Linked DNA regions of Cyprinus carpio: region 2 is linked to region 1. The links are chromatin contacts, called in public Hi-C maps. All regions are on one chromosome and are shown on one strand. Each heading gives the region's core, a stretch centred on a gene start, on an enhancer-like site or on the middle of the called end of the contact. The rest is flanking DNA. Distances are from core to core; before and after follow the strand shown.

Region 1 (6,799 bases), core at 2,147-4,646:
ACGTGTATGTTTGCTTAGTTTTATTCGGCTGTCAGCACACATAGTTCTGTAATACTCAAAAGTTGTTGCTACTCTATAATCAGGAGTGGTAAGAATACAGGATGACTGTAAGGCGATAATTGGGTTCCCAGTGAATACTAGATCCAGAAGTGTCAGCACTTGTCTCATCCACAGGTGACCAGCTGCCCATCTTTGTCTGGCCTCACTCCTTAGGGACAGCTGGGGCCATCAATCTGTTCCCAAAAACCCTGCACTTCACCCTGACTCCTGTAAGCACCCCTCTCTTTCTCAATACGCACTGGAAGGCTTTGTCCTGGGGACCTATCACTGGTTTTCCCTAATTAATTTGCAAACTTGTGAGGGTGTTTATTTTTGCTTGCTTCCAAAGGCATTTTCTGAGATATTAAACATTTAAACAAACTAAAATGGATAGTTCAACCAGAAAATGTAATTAAAATGTAAATCTAACTTTCTTTATTCTGTGAAACACAAAAGTTGAATTTTTATCCTGAGTATCCTGGCCACTTTCGCCAATTAAAATCAAATGAAAAATGGGGTTGTCGAGTTTAAAAATAAATATTTTATTTTATTTTATTTTATTTTATTTTATTTTATTTTATTTTATTTTATTTTATTTTATTTTATTTTATTTTATTTTATTTTTAGTTCCCAGTATATTATTCAAAAAAAATTTTTTAACTTTTTAAAAACATTTGTATTTTTTTATTCACAGTATGTTCAAAGTATGTTATTAAAAAAAAAAATAATAATAATAATAATAAAATAAAAAGAATAATAATAATTAACATTTTTAATATGTTTTATTTTAGTTTTCTAGTATATTATTCAGAATGTTTTAATTAAACTTTTTATTTTATTTTTTTATTTTATTTTTTATTTTTCATTTTGGGGCTGGATATTTTTCATAAATTCAGCTTGTGAGGTTTGGAATACCATGAGAATGACTACATATTTACAGAATTGTAATTTCTGGGTGAACTTTCCCTATAAAACCTGAATGGGAAACTCCAGCGTGCACTTGTTCTGTAATGTATGCACTGAGGTATATGAGCCCAGCTCAGTAATGTGCGAGTCAGTTCATGTGAGGTGCTACTAAGAACACGTGCAGCAATGGCTTTTTTTCTCCCTGCAGATGGTAAGCATTGAGGGCCATTATTGTTCTCGATGTGGGGCGTCCTCTGCGGTAAAGTCTCTGGCACACTTTTAAAGACATAGTGGGTAATATATGCAGGCCTGAGCCAGTGACCCTGGCAAAACCATTCCCCTCCCCCTCCCGAGGCTCCTTTTCTTGGAAGAGCAGACAAACATTTGTGAGTATCAGTCTTCATCCCTTTAACTTTAACTTTTTTTTTCACTTTGGGAATTTGTGAGGAGTTCTTTCATGTCCTGAACCATCTTTTATCAATATTATTGCATGTAACAGTGATGCCTTACTTTGGAAGCACACTGTGTTTCTATTTCTCTTTTTAACAGGTTTTGTCAGCTGAAGACCACAGTGACAAAGCAAGAGTCAGCCAATCTCTTTAACGCTAACAGATATTAGTGGTTTTGCTGGCTGGAGTTAAGTAGAGAAGTGACAAAGTACTAAAAGGCCGACTATCTAGATACACTTGAACGGTGTCTAAAAGCATGACGGCGACAGCCAAGTTAATCAGGAAGAGACGATCTACAGGACATTCCAGCTTTGTTGTCTCAACACGTGCACTAATAGATAAACCAACACTGATGAATCATGCCAAAAATCACAAGTAAACACCTATTAACAACATGTACACAGAAGCAATCAGCAACATTAACTATAAAAGTGCTCAAGAGTAGTGATTTGAGCACAGCTTAGTCGAACAGTTTAGTTTGTGTATTGCAACAACAGCATGCCATGTGATTCTCAGCATGCCATCAGACCTGCCTATTTGTTTTGGAGAATGATTATGTGCTTTACGGGGCCCCAAGGACCGAAGCCTTCTAAAATGAGCTGTGATCCTGTGTTCGATTAATACACTCAGTACACAAAAAGTAGCTGCCTCCACCCAAACATTTTACACCTGTGTTGATACTGGCAACACTCCCTTTTTCTCTAGAAATCGAAAGTTTCTCCTCCTAAACACGTCTGGGCTGTACACCATTCTGATAAATACTGCATTAGTGGAATTCTGTGTCATGCAGGCGTGCGCAGTTAATGATGACACAGGTGTAACACTTCAGAGATGGTTTAGATAGGAGGGGACATGATGTTCAGTCATACCTGAAATCACTGTGATTCACCCTGAACTTGTCCTCAGCCCCAGTCTAATTTTTTTAATAAACATAAAAAATGTAATCAAATTACTTATTCATTATATGTCTGAGAGTTTGCATGTCAATGTGCACATCTGCAACAACCTGACCAATAAATTAGGCAAGAGTTTTACAAGTTTTACTACTAAATGATGCAAAAGTATTACGGGATTTACTACTAAATGATGCAAAAGCTTTATGACTCATTAATTCAGTGGAGACTGACTCAGGAAATTATGAATAACAACCACGTAGTCAACATCAAACTACACATATTTAATTTATTTAGTCACAAATATCATACGAGAAAGGTAAAAGAAAAACCCTAAGAGTATCTAGAGTAAATCATACATTTAAATTATATAAATTTAATTATTCATATTATTAAATACATTTTATATTATACATTTATATATAATTTACGATAGCAAACATTACCATGTGTGTGTGTATATATATATTTATATATATATATATACACACACACACATACACACACACACACACACACACACACACACACACACACATAATCATTTTATTTATTTGTTTACATATTATGTGTGTGTGCTGTGTATATTTATTATGTATATGCAAATACACACATACAATATATATTTTGAAAATGTTTACATATATTTACATGTATATATTACATATATTTAATATATATATTTAATATATAATTATATTTATACGTGCTTTCTTAAATTTTTAAGTTAATATATATATAAATTAATATACTAAGTATATGTTAAGTTTTTGTTTGGTTTTTGATTGGTATGGGTTTATCTTTTGACTGCACTAATACACACACACACAGTTTACCATAGAAAACATGTTATTATGCACCACTGTTATAAAACAAAATAGCAGAAAGATTCTGAAAGGCCTTTCTATGTTTTTAGGAAATGTTATTTACTATGATTACTACAGGAACTATGCCTACAGTAGTTTTTTTTTTTCAGAGTAATGAAACCTATACTATTTCCTATAAACGGCGGTTATTGTTATTTTATCAATCATGTTACTATAGTGATTATGTGTCAGAATGCGAGTGCGCCAGGAGGAGTGTCGCTCCGCGCGGAAGGCAGGAAGCGGCGCGTGGGCAGAGTCACCGCCTGCGTCACACGCCAGGAGGGAGTTTTCCACTGACGAAAAGACTGCGCTGCTCAGCCGTCTGCTTTAGACAAGAGGAACAGCTTCAGCTGCTGCTTCAGCACGCCGAGCGCACAATAGCCACACGGACAGAACGGGATCTCTATACGGATAAACGCGCTTTCGTATCACTTGGATTATTACCGCTTCTTCTTTTCCTCTATTGTGATATACTAATGCTGATCGGACACGTTATTGGTGAGTAGCGGAGGTTCGCGCTCTTTAACGCTGCACTTGTAATGTGTCTAATAGGCAAACCTCGGTGCTGGAGTCCAGCCAGATACTTTCAATGTTCTTTTGTCGGCCAGTGTAAACAGATAAAATGTGTTGTGTAACTATTTCAAATAGCGAATGGAGAGGACATTGTTGTATGCTGCCGTGACAGAAAAAAAAAAAAACTAACTAAAGTTTACATTATTCGCCATTGTTTTGGGTTTTCAATGTATTCACACATTTTGTTTCTCTAATAAATCTTTAAACGATTTATTATTTTAACCCGCATGCTTAAGTGTAGTGTATTCGGAGTAAATATAAGCGTTTTGTCTGTCAAACACTTTAACGTAAATGGTTGCGGTCGCTGGGTTTAATGAAAAGATCGCTCTCGTAAGCAGCTGTTTTCCAGCATAGTGGACCGTATGTGTGTGTATCCGATAAGCCGTAATTGCTGGTTTGGATGTGTGTTATGTGTCGAGTGCATTCCTCGTTCACGTTTATAGTGCTGGTGTGTCTTCTGAAGCGCGAGCGACTCCTTAAGGTGCCACACCGCATCATTTCAACAGTCTGCCTGCAGATCTGCGCTCAGCCTCACATGCACTTCCAGTCCCCAGTGACGTCACCGTGTGTGCATGCGAGGATGAACGCAGGTCTGAGGGAAACCTTACTTGATCCGAGCCCGGTTTCACTTCGTTGAGTTTAATGATTGCCAATATAAATCCACACACAAATAAATGTAAACTATTCATTTATTTCCTCGTTTTCTTGCTTTAAAACCACACATTTCTTATTGTTATGATATAACAGTTTATATGATGAATGCTGTGATTGACATCAGTCAATCACGAGGAGTGTCATCACGAGATTATTCAACAATTACTGACACGTTGTGCGCGGCGTGATTGGGGTTACTGAAGTGAAAATGTAACCTAATGGTCTCGTTTCACACTCGTTTGTTACACATTTACTGGGTTCCATTCTGAGGTAATTCACAGTCCCTGTCTGTAGCCTAAGCAGATTGAATGTTTGAGAGTGGAAGTTTTGTATTCACTTATAAGCTTGTATGTAAACTGAGTGTATTGTCAAAAATACCAGCTCGGCAGCACTTGCTATTGAGAGAATCTTTGCGTATTTGTAGATGTTTCGAAAGTTCGAGTGAGAGCAGATTCGTGTCTCTCGCGCGACCTCACTTGGATTGTTTGTGGGAATAGTTAATATTGCTAATCGAATTTTGTTTACATACCTCGCCTACATGCTCATGTTTATTCCTAAACCAACCTTAGTAAGTCTTTTATTGCGTTTTATGTCTTTTAAAACTTTATCACTCGAGCCCTGAGTTTTGCACGAGTGAGTTTCGTTTCCTACAAAACGATGTTGATGTAAATATGTTGTTTTCATTTTCAGTACACGTTAAACTTATCAAATAGGACCCATAAAAGATTAAAAAAATATATATTTTATGTACTTGTGGGTTGATGAGGTGTGAACTTGCACGTGTACCATGGACATTGAAATCAGTCAACTGGTTTCCTTACCTCTTTTAAGTCTTCACGTCTCATTTAAAGCAGTCATACCTTTTAATTGAGATGATGTCAACATCATTAGTGTACATCACAACATGTCATCTTTTTATTAAGCTTCCACCCACAGACTGGGTGTTACTATTTGGGATAGTTCAGTGTGTGGCAATTGTGTGGTTGTATTGAGGAGGAGGAGGTCCTGATGTCTCTAAAACAGAGAAGCAGAGGGGTCCCATCTGTTTTGTCACTTTCTAGTATTCCTCCAAACTTGTGAGGTACCAGTGAGCGCCCCAGACGTGAGCTGCTGACCCCTGAGCTCCCCCACCCTTGACACACACAAATAGTCTCCCTTGGGAGTCTTAAGAGACTGGTAAAGATGGCTAGGTTTTTTTTTTTTTCTTTTTTTTTCTTCCACCATTAAGGTATTCAGTACAAACTCATGCTGATGACTTCTCAAGGAAGCTACACTTTGCACACTCTGTTGGAAGTTTGCATTTCGGATATTGATGCAAATTGTTCCATTTGCTTTCAGTTTCCTGATGATCATATTTTCCACTCGTTGACTTAAAATGTGAGGAATGTTTCACTCAAAACTGCAAAATCATTTTCCGAGGGTGTTTTAGGATATCTATCATTTTTTTTAAATGCAACTTGAAGCCCAAATAACTGTAGCTTTACGTGTGCTGTTTAAAGATCTTTCTCTGTGTATTTTTTAATTTGGAAATGCATAGTATGATGGAGAGAGTCCATACAGCTGTATGACACAAATCTTCATCTTCACCCTAATAATGTAATCTGTGATGACTCATGACACCTCATCAGGTGTTTTTATAGATGTTTCTGTCTGAGGTGGTTCCTCTTGGGCAATAGCGGTCTGGACTACACAGACACATCTGGGATAGATAGACTATTACAGAATGTGTCGCCGTTGCCAGGGGAGAATTCCTGTGGGCTGAAGACATCACATTATTTATTTGTTTAAAGTTCTCGGTGGCTACCCTCCTCCCACACCAGTGCGCGCTCCTATTTGGGATGAATGTGTACTCTGCATGGGTTGCGGTTCAGGAACAGAATGTCTCTGGCGTAGCTGAACATCTAGAGTGATGATCTGCACAACACACGACTCCCTCCTCCCCCTGACTGCAGTTCTTAAGGGCTGACCAGCAGGGGGAGAGTGGAGTTGTGGAACCTGGATTTGATTCCACTTATCTCACAAGCGTTTTTACACCATCTTTTGCAGCCTGTTATCATAGTTGCGCTTTTTTAGATGAGGTACATGCTGCTGATTATCATCTGGATGGAAGCTGTGAGCTGGAGGGGCAAAGTCAACACTCTTGCATAAGATCAAGAGTGTTGCATTTTTGAAAGCAGGACAGTGAGAGCAGGGAGTTTGAGAAGTTTCAATGAAACCTGTGTTTAATTTGTGCTACATTAAACTGCAGTGAGCCTGTCGACAACGGATCCGGTTTCAGAAGTCTGCTGCTTTTGTGGCCATTCTCGCTTTGTGCACGAGATTTATTTCCGCCTTAGTGACAACAGCATTGAGAATACCTCATCAGTGGACTGCCTTTATTGGAATGGCAGCCCTGCATAATTTATGCTCCAGTGTGAAC
Region 2 (7,247 bases), core at 2,473-4,972, 84 kb before region 1:
AGCTCTTGGATGAATTAAATATTATATATTATTATATATTATAATCAAATGCCCTACAGCTCCAGTGCACAGTATCACATTGTGGTTTCCTGGGCTGCAAACAGGAGGTCACTGAGAGCGAACTAGATGAGTCGTCTAAGCCAGATGATGTCAGCGTACACTCATCCTCACACACACACACACACATACACAATCATGAAGTCACGCACACTCCACCCACGTTATGCGTGATCAGTTGCAGGATATGACAATGCTGCCGGTGGATATTAATACCCCTTTAGCTCATCTGAATGCAGCCAGCACGCTGGAGAAAATATCTGACAGGTGCTATTTTTAGATCTACAGGCAAGCACACAGGGATCCACTAGAGCTCAATACCGGCTATTTTGGAGTGCAGCACTCACGGAAATAGCAGCAGCATATTGAATACAGAGGAGAGGGACAAAGAAACCTGGCCATGGATGTGCGCTCTCTATTTATAGCGCAACGGCAGCAATTAACGCAGCAGAGAACATGAGAGTACACACCACAAATACTGCAGACACTCAGGCGCTTATGTTTATCCTACTCTGGCGTGAGACATGGTCTGCTTGTGGTATCTGATTTGGGATCAGCTGTGTCTTCATCAGCCTGTGTCCAAAAACAAGCGTAGGACAAAGAACTCACTTGATCTGGATAGTTTTATAATCTGCAGCTCTTAAGTCCAAGCCACAATCCAAAAATGTCTTTAAAGGGATAGTTTGCCAAAAATGTCAATTCTGTCATCATTTACTCACTCTTATGTTGTACCGCACCCATGCAACTGACTTGCTTCTGTGGAACTCTAGAAGAGAATTTCTAAGGAATACCCTGGCCACTCTCTTGTGTATAATGAAAGTTAACGAGCAGTGGGGCTGTCAAACTCTAAAAAGCACCATAAAAGTCCACATAAGTTGTGTGTTGTATTCAGAGTCTTCTAAAGTGTTGTAATAGCTTTGTGTTAGAAACAGACCGAAATTTAGCTGTTATTCACTGAAAAACTGATTTTTTGGATGTGATTCATGGATGAATTGTTCTTTTGATTTGGATCTTTACAGCGATTTGGTTCATTTAGTTCACAAAACCAGCCTGAATGGTTTGTTCACTGATCAAACTTATTTCTCTGTTAAATTGTACCTTCTGCAAAAATATGAAGGCACTTTGTGGTTTTGTTTCTCATATTTTTATTTTGGTGACTAACTGATATGAATATTTGTGTCACAACATGAGGTTCTGGAAGAAAAGCTTTGGCATCCAAGATAAAACTTTGATTTTGAATGTTTACTTTAAACAGCTGTTTTAGTAGACTGTTTATATTTTATCAATTTGAATTAAATTTGTTTAACGCTAAAGTTCAAATGTTTGGGGTCTGTAAGTTTTTTTAAATGTTTTTTTTTTTTTCAAAATTGTCTTATTCTCACCACATTTATTTGATCAAATATACAGGAGAAAAACATAATATTTTGAAATATTATAATTTTAATATATTGTAAGATGTCATTTATTCCTATCATGACAAAGCTGAATTGTCAGCAGCCATTACTCCAGTCTTCAGTGCAGCATGATTTTTATTATCATCCATGTTAAAAACAGTTATTTGCCATTTAATATTTTTGTGGAAACCATGATACATTTTTTCAGGATTCTTTGATGAACCGAAAGTTCAACAGAACAGTATTAATCTGAAATAAAAATCTTTTGTAACTCTATAAATGTTGCTTTTGCTCAGTTTAATGCATCCTTGCTAAATAAAAGTATTTATTTCTTTCCAAAAAAAAAAAAAAAAAAGCCAAAAAACTTACTGACCCCAAAACTTTTGAATGGTAGTGTAAATACCTGCCAGTTTTGTATTGCATTTGGTTGCTAGTCTAGTGTTCCTTTTGAACCTTGAATACTCGTATGTTTCAAAATAACTAATTAAATAAGCAAGTATGCTTGTCCAGTCATGTCCATTTTGAGATGTCTTTGGAGTCTGGAATCTGAACCACGTCAGCAAGCGAACAGGAAACAGGAAGTGCAAAGGTCGACCTTGAGCTTGGTTTTAGGTGCCCACTTTGTCCCGGTGTTTCTAATGATTCAAAGTGGTATGAATTACCTCAAGCTGAGCTTTTTTATGCCGTTCCACTTCACCTCCCCCCCACCATCTGAGGGATCAGCAGATACAGCTGCTGAAGAGCAAGAGCAGCAGTGATCCTCTTCTTCAGCGAAAGGCCTCCGATGTGGGGAATGTTCATTTGGATCCATTCATCAAAGCTGACATTCCAATAAGAGGTCCCTGTGATGGGATCCAAACTCACTGCTACCTTGTGAAAGCAATTTTCCCCTTCATGTGTTCCAGGACAGCAAAGGGGAGTTAGACTGGGAGTTAGGCTAGCTTAATCGCTCAGCATTCAGAATTGACAGAGCCTATAGATTTCTTTATGAAGAGCTGTTTTGGCAGCCCCTGTGTCATTAAGGCACATTCATACCTGCCATCAGTAATCTAATGCGACAATTAACTGAAGATGGATGTGACAGGTTCCTCAATACTGACAGACACAGCAGTTCTGTGTCCATTGACAAGGTCAGTCACTCCTGTCCGCTGGAATCAGAAGTGAAAGGCATGCATGTCCTCCAGAATCTAAACAACATGTGAAGATCAGTCTGGACTGACGGCGAGGCAGATGAGTCACGTTCGTCCTTTGAGTTTATGAGACATGATTGGAGTAGACTGAAGGTGAGCCAGGTGAACCTGTATTAAGAACTCACTGTTGCATCCAAATTTTAAAGGGATAGTTCACCCAAAAAATTAAATTTTGTCATTATTTTTCATCCTTATCAATATCATCAAGCTCTCCTTGTCACATTTATGAGCAGTGTTGTCCGAATCATGAACAGATCATGAGTCAGTTTGAGTCTGAATGTTTCCATTAATTGGTTGGTCCAGTACTTAAAAAATTTTGTTCACAGTCCAGGTCTCAGTTCAGTTTGTTAACTCAGTGATTCAGTCCCACTGACTCAAGTTTAACTCATTAACTCAATTATTTGCTTTTACTGATCTGAGTTCAACTCACTGATTTATTCTTATTGACTCTAATTCAACTCACCGACTCAATGATTTAGTGCAACTGATTTGGACTTAACTCACTGACTCAGTAATTTGGTCTCTTTGGCTTGAGTTCAAATAATGAAATGGTCACACTGATTTAAGTTTAACTCACTGACTCAGTCTGACTGGTTTGGCTTCAACTCACTGACTCAGTGATTCAGTCTCATTGACTTTAATTCAAATGGCTGACTCTGATTTGTTCTCATTGACTAGAATTCAGCTCACTGACTCCAGGAATCAGTCTCACTGGTTTGGGTTTAACTTACCGACTCAATGATTTTGTCTCACTGACTCAAGTTCAGATCAGTTAAGTGATTAGGTTGCAGCGGTTAACAACTCATTGCAGTGGAAGACTTTCAGCAAATTTGTCTGTTCCTCAGTCAAATCTATTGAATGGGATTAAAAGACATGAAATATAGCACAAGTCATATGGACCATAAATACATTTATGGTGCTTTAGCACTATTTTTGAAGCTTGAAAGCTCTCAAGTAATTGTAATAGCATGATCTTTGATCACTACATGAGTCAGAATTTCATATTTGGTTGAACTAGTGAACATTTATCAGCCAGAACAACTTGTCAATCAATCGCTTTATTTTCTTTCCAACCCTGAGTTCATGATAAGGTCAACCTCACAGGTGCATCAAACTGATTCCCTGTTCTCTGTAAGGCAGGGTCTTTCTTCGACCACTGGATGATGTCATAACAAACTAAGGCTCATGCTCATATCTGGAGTGAATCATATTATGAGTTATGTTTTGCCCCATGCTAATTCGGGATGCTTATTAAAGATCTTCTAAAAATACCCCTTCAGTGTACCCTGGTGACTGTATTTGCAAACATGTCCTTATATACCATGGCCAACAGCTCTAAAAGTGGACGGCCCCGTGCTTTCAGTGGCCTTGGGTGAAGTTCGTCTCTACATCATGGGCCAATAAGGGCCCCCGGGCTTTGAAATAGCCACAGTCACCCTGCAGGGCTCTCAAGTGGCTGTACAGAAGATCCAATGGGATTTCCTGAGCCACATGTGTTTTTGAAACCTAAGCCGAGTGCGAGCGCTGCACTGTTCCCTGATGCCGGAGCTACTGCAAGTGCATTTCCCCTCAGCTGGGGCACTAGCGGCCTCTTATACCAGTTATGGTAGCAGACGCTAAGAGAATTCTATCAATAAGTAATGTGGAGTGGAGATACACATTCAGCACGTCATTCATTATGAATTAAATAGCCACGTGTGAGCCACGATAGCTTACAAAAATCTGACACTTGCTGATGAGCTTGAATGATGATGGATGATTTTGAACTCCATCACATTCATTGCTTGTCTCTCTTATGAAACCTTACATGCAGAATTGCATATTTTCATTCATCATTCATTTGAGCAGTGACGTGTCATTTGACATGCTTAAACTGCTTATAACAACACCACCTACAGTAGTAGGCCTACTTGCTGATGATGAAATGTAATAGGAATGTGCATTTAGCAGTAAATAGTAACTGCCATCACTCTGCATTTATAAATTTGCAACATGAACTGGATGCAGATTGTGAATCAAGAAACTAGTTTATAGTTTTTGATATCCATGGCAGATAATGTGTATATATGTGTGTGTGTGTGTTTTTGTGTGTTTGTTTTGTATTTTTAATTTATGTATATATATATATATATATATATATATATATTATATATATATTTATTATACAAACAAGAGCAGCAAAGTGCTCATATATATATAGTGTTGAAGTTCTCTGGAAATATATTGACACTATGCCAGAGAGATGTGCTGCTGTAATTGCTGCAAAAGGTGGACATATCAAATATTGCAGTTAAAAGTGAATAAAAACAGTACGAGTCACTTCATCTGACATTTTTTTGTGCTCAGAGCAACTATCTGCATGTTTCATGATCATGAGATGAAATCATGTTTTGGAGGCAAAAAGGTCTATATTTTCAGATCTGTCAGGTGTCTAATAATTTTGGCCACTACTGTATGTATGTATATATGTCTATGTATGTGTATATATATATATATATATATATATATATATATATATATATATATATATATATATATATATATATATATATTAGTTTTTGCATGGCAGATAATGCATATATGTAATAAATATCACAACACTTTTTATTTAACTTTTTTTAAAAGACTTTTTTACTTTGTTTTATATTTATTGCGTGTCCATATATAATTTTTTATTTTAGATTTTTTACATTTATATATATTTATAATCTATATAAGTTAAACAATCTAAAATAAAAATCTACATTCATACGTTATATATAGTATATATCAGGGGTAGGCAAGTTCGGTCCTGGAGAGCCACAGTCCTGTAGAGTTCAGCTCCAACCCTAAAAAAAACCTCACCTGCCTGTAGCCGTAGTAATCCTGAAGACATTGATGAGCTTGTTCAGGTGTGTTTGATTAGGGTTGAAGCTGAACTCTGCAGGACTTCGGCTCTCTAGGACCGAACTTGCCTACCCCTGGTATATATAAACATTCACTGCCAAAATCCTTCCAAACTTTGGAATATTGAGCTACTAGTTATGTATAAAATTATATAAGTGTTTTATTGGAGGCTAAACAAGACACATTTATGTTGTATAATGCGTATTTAATGCATGTTTCAGTTTAGTTGCTTGAAAGCACATTTTTTTTTCTGTTAATGGAAATATTATTTTTTCTTTTCTGGTTTTAGCCTTCCTATAGCTTATTAAACATCATAATTTAGTTAACAGTAATAACTTTGCCTTGATGTAAGACTGAGAAATATCTATTCTTTGGCTCCTTTGTTATATGAGGGTGAGGAAGAACTAACTCATCACGTTAGCCAAGGACTATTTTTTCACAGTAGCTAATTATCCCAATGTCCTATCTCTCTCTCTCTTTGCTGTCAGAGTTCTGTTCGTTACATGATGTTCAGACTTCATGACACCTCTGAGTTCCAGTCCCCAGGCAGATGGCCCCGCCTTTCCTCTTTCCCTCTCTCTCACTGTCTTTCCATCCAGGCTAATGCAGAAAACACTGCCTTGTCTTTGTGAATGTTAGTTAGCAGTCACAGAAATGCTGTGTGTGCAGATTTTAAATAACAAGACATTTGCACATGCATGCGTCAGTAGTAACCCGTTCCCACTGTTCTAGGTGTGCTTATGTTTTGTGAGACAGTGTGCTTTTAAGTGACAGATCTGCATGCGTGTCTGTCTGTGTGTCTGAGCATGTGGAGAGAGTCACATGTTCCCACCGTGTTCTCCAGCCTGTCTGCTCACCTGGCCGTTGCCATGGGAACAGTCAGACAGCGGCAGACTTTGCACCGATGTGCTGTGAGGATTCACAGAACAGGTCTCTGAGCGCCCGACGGTTCGGAACATGCTGCTACCCTCTAGGAGACAGCGCTCGCTTTGTCTTAACGTCTCACTGGCTCTGACTGTAAATAGTAAAATTCCATCAAATGGAATTGAATAGTCATTACATATTTTAATTGAATAATTAAACAATACTTAATCAATTATTAAATTCAATTTGATGGAATTTTACTATTAATTAAATTGCGTAAATCTAAAAAATAGGCTTAAAAGTTTTTTTTTGAGTGTTAATAAATTATTTGCATTTTCAATTTATTAATTTTAAGTAAGCATTAATGGCAAAGGCAATCTGTAATACTGTAAATGAGCATGCACAATTAAATATCCAATATTAATACAGATAAATTAAAAAATATAAATTATTAAAATAAACAAAACTACTGTTGAAATATTTATACAACTAAAATGTGTAAATAATGACCTTTTTTTTTACTGATCACAAAACTGATCATCATTTCTGCATTTTATTTATTGATAATTAGAAATAATTTTTTATTTATCTGTGACAATATTGGAAATAAATTAATTCCATATTCTGTCATCATTACCGTTATGTCATTCAAACCTGTATGATTTTCTTCATTAAATACAAAAGGAAATATTTCCTTGTGCTTCAGTTTCATGCTATGAAACTCCAAAAAAGTTTTGTAAGGCTGGTCTGTAAGATGTCTGAGTCATATTTCATATCTGCAGAAGTCATATGACACCTTTTGTGCAGAAAAGACCAAACTTTAATTTGTAATTTACTGATAATCGTGCCCTGTTCT

Evidence for each region. A called contact is a pair of places that touch in the nucleus more often than the background predicts.
Region 2: a Hi-C map of skeletal muscle shows a contact between it and region 1, with 2.5 times the contacts expected there. The contact joins the enhancer-like site here to the promoter of LOC109048993 in region 1. A contact is called at or near these places in 5 of 8 Hi-C or Micro-C datasets (liver and skeletal muscle).

The regions. Positions count from the first base shown.
Region 1 is chrB24:13,043,945-13,050,743 of ASM1834038v1, reverse strand. LOC109048993 (cysteine/serine-rich nuclear protein 1-like) reads left to right here and starts at 3,396. Exons shown (of 5, transcript XM_042752386.1): 1 at 3,396-3,651. It overlaps LOC122142246 (a long non-coding RNA gene), which reads left to right. Exons shown (of 6, transcript XR_006158471.1): 4 at 175-269; 5 at 1,154-1,331; 6 at 1,495-2,708.
Region 2 is chrB24:13,128,211-13,135,457 of ASM1834038v1, reverse strand. The region is part of intron 3 of LOC122142246 (a long non-coding RNA gene); the gene reads left to right. Among protein-coding and RNA genes, the nearest start is that of LOC122142246, 21 kb to the left of the region's middle. Within about 2 kb of position 3,722, at least 1 of the 8 cell types and tissues checked has an H3K27ac peak or open chromatin away from gene starts, as enhancers often do. A contact at or near this core is called in skeletal muscle, where this site is marked.